Regions from separate parts of the Bombyx mori genome. Here region 2 is linked to region 1. Evidence: chromatin contacts called from public Hi-C data. All regions are on one chromosome and are shown on one strand. Each heading gives the region's core, a stretch centred on a gene start, on an enhancer-like site or on the middle of the called end of the contact. The rest is flanking DNA. Distances are from core to core; before and after follow the strand shown. Region 1 overlaps LOC101735999 (prominin-like protein). Region 2 holds the start of LOC101735999 (prominin-like protein).

What was found. Hi-C and Micro-C count contacts between places; a contact is called where the count stands out from the background.
Region 2: a Hi-C map of posterior silk gland shows a contact between it and region 1, with 1.4 times the contacts expected there. The contact joins the promoter of LOC101735999 here to the enhancer-like site in region 1. A contact is called at or near these places in 5 of 7 Hi-C or Micro-C datasets (midgut, posterior silk gland and whole pupa).

The regions. Positions count from the first base shown.
Region 1 is chr17:16,606,588-16,614,268 of ASM3026992v2, reverse strand. LOC101735999 (prominin-like protein) reads left to right here. Exons shown (of 20, transcript XM_062673483.1): 2 at 1-121; 3 at 894-1,019; 4 at 1,787-1,974; 5 at 2,894-3,058; 6 at 3,744-3,865; 7 at 4,865-5,030; 8 at 5,112-5,281; 9 at 5,745-5,857; 10 at 6,057-6,161; 11 at 6,519-6,660; 12 at 6,744-6,956; 13 at 7,180-7,362. Among protein-coding and RNA genes, the nearest start is that of TRNAP-AGG, 6.1 kb to the left of the region's middle. Within about 2 kb of position 4,963, at least 3 of the 8 cell types and tissues checked have open chromatin away from gene starts, as enhancers often do.
Region 2 is chr17:16,650,867-16,658,547 of ASM3026992v2, reverse strand. LOC101735999 (prominin-like protein) reads left to right here and starts at 4,388. Exons shown (of 20, transcript XM_062673483.1): 1 at 4,388-5,014. The coding sequence starts at 4,747.

The sequences.
Region 1 (7,681 bases), core at 3,714-6,213:
ACGGTCACTTGGACATCGCGTCACCGCGAGACAATTGGAAGGTGCTGTTAGCGCATTACGCCGGGCCCACCGCCATCGTAGTAGTCACGGCACTGGTGATTGCTGCTCTGCCACTAGCCGGGTACGTATATATACTTTACTGGTGGTAGGACCTCTTGTGAGTCCGCACGGATAGGTACCTACCACCATCCTGCCTATTTCTGCCTTGAAGCAGTAATGTGTTTCGGTTTGAAGGGCGGGGCATCCATTGTAACTATACTGAGACCTTAGAACTTATATCTCAAGGTGGGTGGCGCATTTACGTTGTAGATGTCTATGGGCTCCAGTGACCACTTAACACCAGGTGGGCTGTGAGCTCGTCCACCAATCTAAGCAATAAAAAAAAGAAGAAAATACTTACAATCGGTTTAACTTTATTTAAGTCGTGATTCTAAATAGTCAATTAATCGGGTGCTTGTTTTCTTTCAAAGATACATTTACAAACGGACATCTGAATTTTAAATATGTCTCTAAATATAAACTAACGACTTCAAATAATTAAAAAAAAGCTCACTGTACTTCCTTGTCCTAGTGAATAGACTAGTAAGTAGACCGTCTTACATAACTATATTATAGCCGTTGTAACTATACTGAGACCTTAGAACTTATATCTCAAAGTGGGTGGTGCCCTTACGTTGTACATGTCTATGGACTCCAGTAACCACTTAACACCAGGTGGCCTGTAAGCTCGTCCACCCATCTAACCAATAAAAAAAACACGGTACTGTTCTATGGGTACAGGATAAAATTAGAAGGGAATATATCTTACTACTTGTTGCACACGGCCTCTCACTCGTATTGGAGAAGTGTGTTATGTAGAACAGAGTTTAAGGAAACGATATTATTTATTTCAGGTTATTCTGGTGCTGCTGCTACTGGTGCCGCGTGGGACGACGCCGGAGACCCTTCGACCGCAAATATGACGCCTGTCTCAAAGGCATCCTTGCCATACTCCTCATTGGATTGCTCACATTATTCTTGTAAGTTTTCATCGAAGTTATTGTAAATGAAAAAGCACGTGCAGTAAACACGCAGTGTAACGGAAACCTTCAAACCGAATTACTATCTATCTCGTTCCCTCGCAGGTCAATTTGTTTTTTTTTTATCGAATTTCAAATGTGGTAAATAAGCTTACTAAAAAATTAGGGTAATTTTCAAATTCATACTCATATTTTTAACGTGAAGAATATTAGCCATACCAGTAGGATTGCAACAGACAACTCCAGCTATGGCAGCGAAGTCTGTATGGTATTTCTTCAGGATACTTACATCATATTTCGTTTGAGATCTCAAAACGCGAATCACAGCGGGAAACATGTTCATGTAAATAACTGTGTTTCTACTTCTATGACCGAAAAATAATACATTGAAAACTATAGTTCTAGGCACGACTCTTCGATGAATGGATCCATTTTGATGATAAGTCGTCTAATATTTTAAGGATGGTGGTTTAAGTTCGATACATGCCTTCGATTGGATGACTAGAGCCCTGTACTGCTACTCTAAAAGGAAGTGATCTTCCATGTTCAATATCACGGTCACAGTCGTAAATCATTTAACAGGTTTTTTTTTCCTACCTAGCTGAGAGCCTTGAGAGGCTATTTCAGCGTAATCTTAACTAGTAGGTGAGCTCACGGGGCTCAATCCTGACGACGTTGCTAACACGAACCCTAGCAAGAGTCGTGCTTCGCAGAATCGTTTTAACAGGGTTGGTTTCTATAATACTAAAGCAACATTGATATGTCAGGTTCGGAGTGGTCTGCGCGTTCGCGACGGACTCTCAAGTGGAGGACGGGATGGCGGACGCTCCGGACTCGCTGCGGGACGGCATCCGGGACGCCCAGGAGTTCCTCAACGCGACGCAGGCGCACGCCCGCTGGCTGCTCGTCGTCAACTACAGGGAGCTCAAGGACGCTCTGAACGCGGTGCTCCGCAGTATGTCACCGATTGACATACATTTTAAAATCGTATATCTATACTAATATTATACAGAGGAAAGATTTGTTTGTTTGTTTGTATTGAATAGGCTCCGAAACTACTGAACCGATTTGAAAAATTCTTTCACTGTTTCGAAGCTACACTATTCCCGAGTAACATAGGATATAATTTTTTTTGAAAAAAAAAATAGGAGAAAACTTGAATAATGTAATCAAAGGTGTAAAAAATTACCTAAAATATTCTTTACATCGGGTGCCCTGCGAAAACTATTGATGATAAAATAAAATAATGTACTACGACTTTGTAGAGCACATTAATATTTACAAAAAGTGTCGCGACAGCATACGTCTAATATTATAGTTATGCCACAATAAGTGTTCTTTTATTTTAATGAAAAAAAACAACGTCAGTATCGTTGAAATTTTTGTTAATGACCCGAGCGGAACCGGAGCGGGCCGCTAGTCTTATATATATCTAAGAGCGTATTTTGTGCTTTAAAGCTCACGTATTTAATTTTAGTGAAACAAATATTTAATCATAGTTTATGTTTGTTATTTCAATGCATCAATGAAAATGGAATCTTATAGATTGTAAAACGTATTGTAAGCGTTATGCGACGGGGCAGTTCTCATACAGTAAACGTGAATGTATGTTGACGGGCTTACTGGTGGTAGGACCTCTTCAGAGTCCCTACGGGTAGGCACCATCACCCTGCCTATTTCTGTCGTGAAGCAGTAATGCGTTTTGGTTTGAAAGGTGGGGCAGCCATTGTAACTTACTTGAGACCTTAAAACTTAAGGTGGGTGGCGCATTTACGTTATAAATGTCTATGGGCTCCAGTAACCACTTAACACCAGTTTGTCTGTGAGCTCGTCCACCCATCTAAGGAATAAACAACCGTCCGTTTGTGTCGCAGCGAGCGGCATGACTGTGGCGCTGAAGCTGGGCGAGTTCTCGCACGCGGCGTCGGTGAGCGCGCTCAGCCGCATGGTGGCGCGGCTGGACGACGTGCGCGCCGACCTGCGCGCCGTGCACGCGCTCACCGACGCGCTGCGACACCACGCCGACGCGCTCAACGCAGGTACGCACACTCAATGCTTATTGGGGGATACCCTTGTAGGCAGACGAGCATACGGCCCACCTGATGGTGAGTTGTTACCTTCGCCCAAGGACTTCAGCAATGCCAGGGGTAGAGCCAAGTCGCTGCCTACCGCTTAATACTCTCCACAAGCCTTTTTAAAAAAGAACATGTCATAGCGCTCGGTAAACAGCGTCGAGGGGAGCTCATTACAACGTTCAACGAAAATCTTATGATTATCTTAACATACAATGTATAAGAATTAAGGTAAACGTTGCGGCGACTTTAAGATTAGCACGATCTTGAAATATAATAATAATGATATAACTCTTTATTTAACACCACATGTACAGAGTAAGCATATAAAACAAATAATAGACGGTGACATAAATTGACGGCCTTATCGCTGAAAGCGATCTCTTCCAGGCAACCTTTCAAGGAGAGGAATAAGCAAACTGAATGGTTTTATATCTTAATAAACTTAAATAAAAATATATACTTATATACACATGTGAAAAATAAATACAATATGCAAGTAAATACAAAATAAGTAGCAACTTGTACAGTTATATCGTAGGAGCCATATTATTGTGCAAAGTTGAGCTCGAACGCCTTCATTGAACCGCAGTGGAAGCGCGGTCACACAACACAACGAATACTAACGTGTAGCCGCTAACACCCCGCCCAGGTCTCCGCAAGGTGAAGAACCAGCTGCTCCAGACCCTGGCGCGCTGCGACCAGCCCAACTGCAAGGCTCTGCAGAACAAGTACAAGCTGGGCCAGCTGGACACGGAGATACACTACAGTCAGGTGAGTTGTACGTCTGTACGTGTGAACGGTGCTATCCACGGCCGCGCTGGCGATACCAATGCTTACTTATATATCCCTTTTGAAACCGTCTTGTTTGTGAAAAACTTTAATAGAAGTCTTTGTTAGTTACAGCAAATTAAAAAAAAAATGTTAAAAAAAAAAAACTGTAAACGCTTTTTACTCGGTCTGTACGCGCTCGTCAAGGACTCTTTATAATTCTTTGTTGTGATTGCACGCTGTCCGGGATGTAGATGCTGGACAAGTATTATCCCACGGTGAGTATGAACACAGTCATTGATCTAGTGAGACGTATATTATATGAGCTCATGAATATTACGAAAATTGTTTGCTTGTTGTTGGGTTAGAACAAAGTAAAAAAAACATTGAAAAAATTTAAATTCAACCAAAAAATGAAAAATAAATAATAGTTAAAAAGAACTAAAAAACACGCTTTATATAAAATTCAATACAATATATAATTTTTTACACTATTTTCAATTTAAATTTATTAAAATTTATTTTCTATTTTTTTGTTGAATTTTAATTTTGTTCAATATTTTTTTTAATTTATTTTTAATGTGGAGTTGTCATCGGTCCTCGATAAATCTACAAAGTTTGAATGAAATCTGGCCGTTCAAAGTGAGTCAAAATCGCGTCTAAAGGAGTCAGTTACAAACATACATACATACAAGTGAAGCTAATATAAAGTGTGTAAAAACGCAGCACACCGGCCCCAACTGCGACTGTTCCCTGCGTTATTGTCTGTCGCACGGGTACACTCGACCGGGACTGTTATTACTCGGTAATTGTTGACTTGAACACTAACCACGAGACTCATCCCGGCGTTGCGATGTACATACGCGCCCCTCGCGCACTTACCCGAATATATTTTCTAAATACTTCACTCCGGTTTTTTATAACGTATTTAAAATCGAAACTGGCGGCCGCCGAGTAGTGTAACTGTTGCATTGCGCCTTTGAGTTATTGATGACGCCGCAGATGCCGGACGTGTCTCCGCTACTCAGCAGCGTCTCCGTGCTCCTCGAGGGACACATCCAGGAGGAGGTGGCCGCCGGTCAGCAAGTGTTCAGGGACATACAGTACGGGATCCGGCGCTCCATCGACACCCACATACCCGACGTGCAGAACGCCATCGAGGAGACCGGTACGTCTCGCCGCGCCCTCCGCCCCCCTCCCCCTGTACCTACGTGCGAGTGTCCCTCAGTGATGGTGGTGTCGGCGGCAGGTCGCAAGCTGGAGGGCATCGCGGAGCAGATCACGCAGCTGGCCGGCAACGCGAGCGCGCGGCTGGCGAGCGACGGCGGCGGCGCGGCGGACGCGCTGCGGAGCCTGCACGCGCGCTACGGGCCCTACCGCCGCCACGCCGGGCTGGCGGCCGCGCTCGCGCTCCTAGCGGTCAGTCCCCGCACGCATCTACTCATCCTCTGTATTTATTAAATTTATACTTATTATTATAAAGCTGAAGAGTTTGTTTGTTTGAACGCGCTAATCTCAGGAACTACTGGTTCGATTTGATAAATTCTTTCAGTGTTAGATAGCCCATTTATTGAGGAAGGCTATAGTATAGGCTATATATAACATCATGGTAAGACCAATACAAGTGGAGCACCAATAAAGAATGTTTCAAAATAGGGGTTTAAATAGCTCCTTAATATTCTATAATTCAAAAATATTTTCACTTTCTACGTAAACGAAGTGGGGGTAAACTTTAATGTTATGCCAAAGTGACTCTTTCACACGGACGGAGTCGCAAGCAAAAGCTAGTTAGTTCATATTTTTAATTATAAAAAATACTTGTAAATTTAAAGTGTACGTTAAAGAGAACACAAACCCTAACCGACGGCTGGTGTCGCGGCAGATAACGTTGCTGCTGGTGTGGGGGCTGGTGTGCGGCGTGTGCGGCAAGCGCCCCGACGCGTACGGCGCCGCGGACTGCTGCAACAAGGGCGCCGGCGCGCGCTGCCTGCTCTGGTACCGCGCTCTCTCTGAACTGTCCACTTTGCGAAACCAAAGGTTTTCTCTAGGTCGCAAGACGTGGTGGCCCCTGAGATCCTCACAAATTGCCCATTGAAGTCTGTACATTTGCATCATTTTACTGTTATCTCGTATCGCTTCATGTGCTATATCCTACACACGTGCAACTGGTGCAGTAACTGTGGGTCGGTTGCAGCGGCGTGGGCGCGACGCTGGCGGCGGGCGGCGCGGTGGCGCTGGTGCTGCTGGTGCACTTCGCCGCGGGGCTCGCCGCGCAGCGCTTCGTGTGCGACCCGCTCACGTGAGTGTGCTGTGCTGTGCTGTGCTCACTGCTCACCTCTACATGTAAACTACATATTTCAAGACAGATGAGCGGACGCCCCCTCAATAACGGTAGTACCGCCGCTACTAGACATCGGCCGCTGCTTCTATTAAGAATTTTTAAACCTGATCTGAAGACCATGCTTTCCAGAAACAGATGCGTGGAAATAGTGATCTCCGAGGATGCATTGCGAATGAGCACAGCAGTTCCAGCTAAGAGGGGCGACTAGTAATCCGTCAGTACGCTCCAATTCTCGAATTCATCGGTCTCGGGGCTGGCTGTAGCGCTGTTAATCTCTAACAATAATATGTTGATGTTTAATGTCTCGATCGGCAGAGAGCCCCGCGGTAACCGTCTGTTCGAGGACCTGGAGAAGTTCGTCGACCTGGAGAAGATGCTGTTCAACGAGCGGCTAGACCCCAACTTCAACATGACGTCCGTGCTGCTGCAGTGCCACATGAACCACACCATATACGAGGTGCGCCCGTCCCGACCCGCCCCGCCCCGCCCCGCCACGCCCCGCTCGTGTAGATACTGTTGCTAGAGCCTCGACCTCCGCAGACGCTGCAGCTGCGGCGCGTGTACGACGTGGAGGAGCTGCGGCGCGCGCTGGGGGCCGCCGTGGGGGCGCGCGTGCGGTCCCTGCGCGCCCGCTACCCGCAGGAGGCGGCGCGCGGCCGCGTCACGCTGCTGCGGGACCCCGCCAAGCTCAAGCTGACCGAGCTGGCCAACACGCAGCTCTCGGACTTCGACTTCGACAAGATCCTGGATGCCGTGAGTACCCGCGCGCTCACACACTATACTCCGGTCGCGCGTCAGAGCTGACTCGTAATTTGATTAAATAAATGTATATATTTTATTTTTATTTACACGTTTTTCGTTACTTATTTATTTTATTCGTTTTATAATTATTGTGAATGTGAATGCTGTATATTATTTCCATGAAGTTGAACAGTATTGTGCCCTTTAAGAATGAAGGGTCGGCCGTGGTCCCCAGCTGGAGAGCAACCTGACGACGCTGTCGCTGGAGGAGCTGGGCGAGCGGCTGACGAGCGCGGCGGGCGCGCGGGGGCTGGCGGGGTCGCGGGAGGGGGCGGACCTGCGCCGCGCCGCCGCCGCGCTGGCGCAGCTGCACGCCGACCTGCTGCTGCCCATGCGCAACTACACGCTCCAGCTCAACGTACGAACACCCTCATCCCGCACACACCCTCTACCTCTCTAATTCTTATATAGAAAATAACTCATTTTATTTCTTTAAACTCTTCACCTCCAGACTCCCAAAATGATTATGTACTTCATACCTCATAAACAAAAATGGTGTCATATCTTAAATTCTTTTATAAAACCGCATGTAACAGAAATATTATAGTCCTATTTTTTATTAGTAAATAGTTTTGTATAATTGTATGGTCAAAGCGTGCCGACGGCCCTCGACCTTCAGCGGGGACCTCACGATAATAAACGACACATGCTGCCATACTTAATTCCTGTCGGGTCAT
Region 2 (7,681 bases), core at 3,139-5,638, 45 kb before region 1:
AACTTTGAAAGGAACATTTGAAATGCTTCGTTACAGGAACATTTTAATTCCCACTTCCCAGTTTGTTTACTTATTGAATCATAAAAATATGGTATGAAAAGTCCTACTCTTTTTTTTTTTTTTTTTATGATTGAAAGTTTACTGGTGGCCCGAAGGCCTTTCCAGTTTCACCAGGACAGGTGGGCGAGCAAAGGCTCAGCCAAGAGGGGTGGGATTTGCTAACAACTGCCCGAGCGCCTCCGAAGGAGACCTAACAACTCAAGAGCAATTGTTTCGCGAATGAATCTACTACCGGATCGGAATCGCGACCCGCTGAGAAGATCCGGCGAGAAACTCAGCAGGCTGATGCATGGGTTAGGTTGCACGTCGACCTCTTTGTCGAGTTCGACGAGTACGGTTACCGGGGTCCCTAAGCCTGCCCCTAGTATTAGAACTGAAGGCATCTAATGCAAAGGTTATTGGATCTGATGGATCCGTAAGGACGTGTCTAGGGCGTCGACGGTGACTGGCTCCTGCATGATCAGGATTCGGGGAGTAGTCAGCGGCGGCAACGATAAGGCGATTATCATGACGCATAGCCTTATCGAAGTATCGTTCCGACGCTGACTTCATGTATTTCCGAATTGATTCGAGGCCCAAGTCGTCGTGTAGGTCAACGTTCCTCACGAACCACGGAGCCCCGACAGCTAACCTGCAAAAGCGGGATTGTAGGGATTGGAGGGTGTCTATGTGTGTGCGGGCCGCGTGAGCGAACACCACACTCGCGTAAGTCATGACGGGCCTTATGCAAGTTTTGTAAAGTGTCACCTTGTTCCGAAGGGACATTTTACTCCGCTTACAGATCATGGGGTAGAGTCTACCGAGAATAAACGCGGCACGGTCACGGACTGATTTTATATGCGGGCGGAATGTCATCGATGCATCCAGGGTAACGCCCAGGTACTTGACCTTCCTGGCCCAGGGTATGGGTTGTCTAAAGAGAGCAATCGGGGGTGTGAGATTCCTCCTCCTAATCCGGGAGGAAATCCGTGTCGAGCTTCCCCTCTGAAATAGCACCGCAGTACTTTTCGCTGGGTTGATGTCTATGCGCCATTTTCGGAACCACTGTCCTAGGGCTAGGGCTGCGCTCTGAAGCTTCTTCGCGATTAGGGACTTATTTCTACTAGAATAGTAAACAGTCGTGTCGTCGGCGAATAAAGCTAAATGGGTCGGCGGCGACCGGGGAATATCGTTGACGAATAAGCTAAATAGGAGGGGTGAGAGGACAGAGCCTTGCGGGACTCCAGCTGTGAGAGGTCGTGGGGAGGAGCGGGTTCCCTCGACTCGATATCGAAAAGAGCGGTTCGACAAGAAGTCCCGTATGATGAGCGCGAGATCATCGACTAACGCGTCAAGCCGCCTGCCATTCGGGGTTGTGGTGTGTGAGTTCCACCTGATGTGTTTACAATTTAGGTCGCCCGCCAGAATGACAGAGCTCCCCATACCGAGCAGCGCCTCGATATCACTGCTTAGAACGATCTTATCCGGTGGAAGATAAACGGACGCGATAACGATCGGCGCGTGTCCCGTCAGTGAGATTCGGCACACTGATGCTTCGATATTAGCGAGCGCGGGAGGATCGAGCGGGAAGTCCTACTCTACAATGTAGTCCTACTCATAGACTAAACACTTAATATATTTGAGGTCCTACCGTACAATCTATGTGCCGTAAAATGGGGCGATTATTTTATTCAGCAAAGGTAAATAATAAAATGTTTATTGTCATTATTATTATTTGTATTTAAAACATTTACATTGTATATTTATAAATTTATTTATTTAAGTGTAGTATTTATTTAAGTGTGTGTCTGTCTTTTGTTAAAACCTGTTTATTAAATTTTTCTGCGTTTAAACTCAGCTCGCTTCAAAACATCATCATACTTAATAGCAACAAATCATACTTTGAAAACCTCAAATTATCCATTAGTATCCATCTTTATTTACCCATCCCTAAATTTAATGACGTCCCTATGGAGTTAATAGGTAATCTATGGACCTCCCGAAGATAGGGCTCATTGAATTTAGCCCCCCTTTTTTGATTTACGATTTTTTTTATTTTCAATTATTTGTTCGTCATTTGTTCGTTAATGTCCGAATGTAAAAATTGTTTGTTCGTTTTTTATTTATTTATAATTAATTAAACAAATGATCACCCTTAAGTTGGACTTCCTTACTAGATATCTTTCTTTTTATCACTCAGATTAATTAATTTTGATCAATTTTCGATTGTTCGACGATTATTGGTGATTGTTCGATCATAAAAACAATGAAATTCCTAATATATATTTTTTATAATTATTAAGCAAACCATCACCTCACGCCTACATTGCGCATGCGCCGGTTTTGTCAGTCAGCTGGCAATGGCCGTATTTACTAGCATTTTGTTAACAAGTGCGTTTATACTGTCTAATTCTTATGTACAAGGGCGGGATGATAAGTAACTAGCCTAACAATAAAACACTTAACTTTCCGTGATAAAATTAATTTTATTTTTTGACATAGTCTCCGTGAACCTCTACGCATTTATTCCATCTTCGTCCTAAAGCAGTAATACCTTCCATAAAATGATTTCTTTCGAGGCCTGCTAAATACTCTACTACAGCGGCTATGACTTCACCATTTGTGGCAAATTTCTGTCTGCCCAAAAAAGTTTTGAGCTTAGGGAATAAGTGGAAGTCTGATGGCGCTAGATCAGGCAAATAAGGCATACTTCAATTCGTGTAATAAATAGTATCATTTTAACACGAAAGTTGTACTCCTAAAATATTCTTAGAATAATTAGAAATCACTGAAATTTCTATATGCTTGTTAATATTTAATATCATTAAAGATAACTGAATTTATTAAACCGCGCTAATCGTACCGTAACGACTAATTGGCCGTCTTTACTGACATTTTTTTGTTGAAGTATTGTTGAAGTTTGTTAAAGTTTTCAATATTTTTTTGATCTACATAAGAAATAATTAGACAGTATAAACGCACTTGTTAACAAAACGCTAGTAAATACGGCCATTGCCAGCTGACTGACTAAACCAGCGCATGCGCAATGTAGTCGTGAGTTGATGGTTTGCTTATTAGATATAAAATAATTAATAATTGGGAATTTAATTGATTTTATGATCGAACAATCGCCAATAGTCGTCGACCAAACGATAATTGATCATAATTGATTAACCTAAACGATAAAAATAAAGATATCTAGTGAAGGGAGCCAACTTAAGGGTGATCATTTGTTTAATTAATTATAAATAAATAAAAGACGAACAAACAATTTTTACATTCGGACATTAACGAACAAACGACGAACAAATAATTGAAAATAAAAAAAAATCGTAAATCAAAAAAGGGGGGCTAAATTCAATGAGCCCTATCTTCGGGAGGTCCATAGATTACCTATTAACTCCATGGGGACGTCATTAAATTTAGGGATGGGTAAATAAAGATGGATACTAATGGATAATTTGAGGTTTTCAAAGTATGATTTGTTGCTATTAAGTATGATGATATTTTGAAGCGAGCTGAGTTTAAACGCAGAAAAATTTAATAAACAGGTTTTAACAAAAGACAGACACACACTTAAATAAATACTACACTTAAATAAATAAATTTATAAATATACAATGTAAATGTTTTAAATACAAATAATAATAATGACACTAAACATTTTATTATTTACCTTTGCTGAATAAAATATACAGAGCCGTTAATTTGTTCTATTTAAAATAAAGCATAAATCAACATAAAGAGCACAATTTTTGTACATAGAGAATTTGTGACCTACAAACAGAATTTTAATTATAACTTGAGTTATAAAGGTTAGATTCATGGAGTTAATAAGTACCTACAACTCGATAAAATACTATCTCTATGGTTAGATTTGAATTCAAAGTTACCACTACTGAGAACTGTCATTTTAATTAGTAAATTATTATTATTAAAAATCATATCTTTTCGGTAAATTATCTGATTAAACCCATTTAAGGGAGATAAAAGAACACTCACGTGTAGATATTAAAAACATTTTTTTTCTATTCATATTATCTGTTGGATCTCAGTATCTCCCATCTCTATTACACACTATTGGCTTACTATCCTGTCGGAACTTTTTAGCTTAAAACCACTGGACTTAACTTCTTGGGTTCTTTCAAAATGTCTCAGTCAATGGTGGTAATTTTACTGACCTTAATTTCATCCAATTTCATTCGTTTTATTTGATTTCATATAAATTGATCAAAGTCACAAACTAATCAACTACATCTGAATTTGCTTGATCTCTTGAAAAAAGAATGGCTTAAAAGTCTAGTTACCAGGCTATAACATCTAAAAAAAAAATGTTTAGGACGTTCATTCATTGAATCATTCGTGTTCGTGCTATTCATCGACCGACTAGTTCTGTAGGGTGTCCTCGGTCTGGTTTGTCGTGTAACGATTAAATTTACACAAACATGTTAATCTTGACTTAAAACTTGAACAGAATATCATTATTCAGTGTACAAATTCCTCTGGGTGCTCGGTGCCTAATATTATCGCGTTGGAAAATATCGAATTTTGTTTCGTTATCGACTTCGATTGTGTTTGTGTTTAGGGTATCTCGGAGTTTGTTTATCAAACAAACAGTTTACCCCAGAACCAGATATAAATAGTGCATGGTGCATCGATCTTCTGGAAGCCAGTAATGTAAATAGTGTAACGGGAAGAGCCGGCAAAATGTGTCGGTTTTTGGTGTTGGTATTCTGGGTGTGTTTGTGGCGGTGTTCGCGAGCCGAAATCGGACACGACATGAATAAAATCAGCCAGCAACTGATCCTTGATATGTCGGACGTTATGGACCTGGCGACTCCTAATTACTCGACACCCATAATTAACACAACTTATGTGGCCAGTCTGCAATTCGACATGCGAGCCATGGGCCCGCTATACAACTCCACACATATGATCATCGACGCTATCGCCAATAAACAAGCTTATCCTGAAGGTAAGGTTGATTTAAAGAATGTATCCTTCCAAAAGAATTGACTACAAGTCAGTTACAGTATTCACTTTCCGGATTTTTTTATTGCTACAGATGAGCACAAGAGCTCGGAGACCAGCTGGTTTTAAATGGGAATCCCATAGACAATCCCATAGACAATAGGTAGTGAACTCTGTTACCCAACTTGACTGATGAGGTCCAAGTCTCAATTATTCAGTGGCTATCCCATTTTTTAGACCAGAATGCATGACTAATTTCTAGTAGAAATAGGCAGAATTGTGTTGGATACACATGTGTCCTCACACTATACTAGATGAATAATTATAACGTTCATGAAATATTTATCAATATTTTATTTAACTAACTACAATTAATAATGCGTGTTTAGTGTATGATATCTAGTCTCTCTTTCTCAAACACTTCACTTCTTTGGTCATTATCAAGCATAAATTTTAAATATTTTAAATATTTCAATAGGTCAACCAGCCAGCAATATGTTCACATTATTAATGGGTTGAGAGATGAGGATTTTTACTTATATTTATCAATTTTACTTAGATTTATTTACTGGTGGTAGGACCTCTTGTGAGTCCGCACGGGTAGGTACCACCACCCCGCCTATTTCTACCGTGAAGCAGTAATGCGTTTCGGTTTGAAGGGTGGAGCAACCATTGTAACTATACTTGAGACCTAACTATACTGAGACCTTAGAATTTATATCACAAGGTGGGTGGCGCATTTACGGTTGTAGATGTCTATGGGCTCCAGTAACCACTTAACACCAGGTGGTCTGTGAGCTTGTCCACTCATCTAAGCAATAAAAAAAACTTTGTAATTGAACGAGTGCAATTTCAACACAAAACTTTGCATTAATTAGATCAGTTTAATGTTAATTTTAATGAAGTAATTTGTTTAATGCTCTGTGGTGTTGTAATTATTATACAAAAAACTATAATACATTTTTGAATTACATATTTGCTTTTAAAACAACAATAGAAATCTTTTTTTACTTCAGCATTTCTGCTTAAGCTGATTTATAGAAATCACTGAAATCATTTAAAACAATATGTTTTTGATTTGGCTAGGGCTTTACAGGCTATTTTATTTCAGGTTATTTTTAAATAGTCACCTACCACTACCGTAGTTGCATTTTGTGAGTCCTTGTATTTTATCTAATTTTGACATCTATGTATCTGTTATAAAATTATCCATAAAACAGAAGTGTTTGTACATTGATGATGTTTAAAAACAATCAACAATTCAATTAATATAGCTTTTAGATGTACCTGACCCTAATGGATTATCTTCTTGTAAGTTTATTTTTTGAGCTTCGTAAAAATACGGATTCATGGATGGATACATATCCGGTTTGTATTTTTGTGTAAATAAAAGCCAAATAAAAATACCCACTACACTTTCCACAACCAGACCTCATTTAGACGTGAGCCCTAATTACAATAACTACAATGATATTGGTCGTTTAGTTAAGTTCTGCTCATTTTGAATGAATAATAAATTTACTGATTATTATTTATTCAGCTTAGACCAACAATTCATCTACTAGTAAGTATAAATGAGAGATATATAGATAGATAAAAATATTATCAAATCATAAAAGTTTTTAAAAAAAATCAAAATAGTTATGTAGTGTAAATAATAGCTTCTAACTAACTTATAACTTCCGAGTTCTGACACAGAGAATAACACAACAAGTTTAAATTTCTCTTTTGAAAAGTTGTAACTGATAGTAAGTGATAAAAGTGTAAACATATTTGTTAATTTAGAAACATTTTTCGAATAATAACCAACATAACATTTTTTACTGTGTTACAAGTTTTATTTGGGTGGATCAATAGAACAATCTGCCACATAATAAACGAAATCCCAATGCTTTAGAAACTATTTATCTTAAAAAAATATAGTGGTTTCGAGTAATCGATTGGTTCAGGAATAATGAAATGGGATTTCAATATGAAGAATTGTCTTTGATAGCTGGACCTTTTGTTATGGCTATAACTATTATCTGATTTATCTGTTTGCTAATAGATATACAATAATTTGGTGATTTAAGTTACAAAATGTCGTCTTCGTGTGCCATTTTGCAACAATAATTGACTATTTTTTAGACAACTTGAAAAAGCAAAAAAAAATTCATTAAAGATCTGATTGAAAAGTTTCGAGTCTATTGTTTCGTTTTGTCTGTTAAAAATGTAGTATCTAATGCTTTTTTCTTATGATAAGAGCTGACTGAAATTTAAAAAAACAAATTGTATTTCTAAATTTTACGAAATTACTTATTAAAGGAACAAGATTTTCAAGTTTGAGTAGCGAATCAGCAACCCGTTTCTCCCCTTTGATTAGTTTGTTTATGCATGTGGTTGTTAAATGACGTTCTGTCTCTGTGTGCGAGCCAGGGAACGTACAGACGCAAGGCCGATGACCTTGGATCCTAGTTAATGGCGCTGGGTATCATGGCGTTTAGGTCTAGAAGATAAACATCACAAGTTTAAAATTAAGTAATGATGTTATTTTTATTATTTTACAAAACAGAGCAGAGCTTTGATGCATATCTTAAAAATGTCGATGAAGTTAAGATGGAGGTATAACGTAGCAATACATCCGCACTTATTATTTACAATACCCACACAAAGATATAGTAAATTCTTGGGT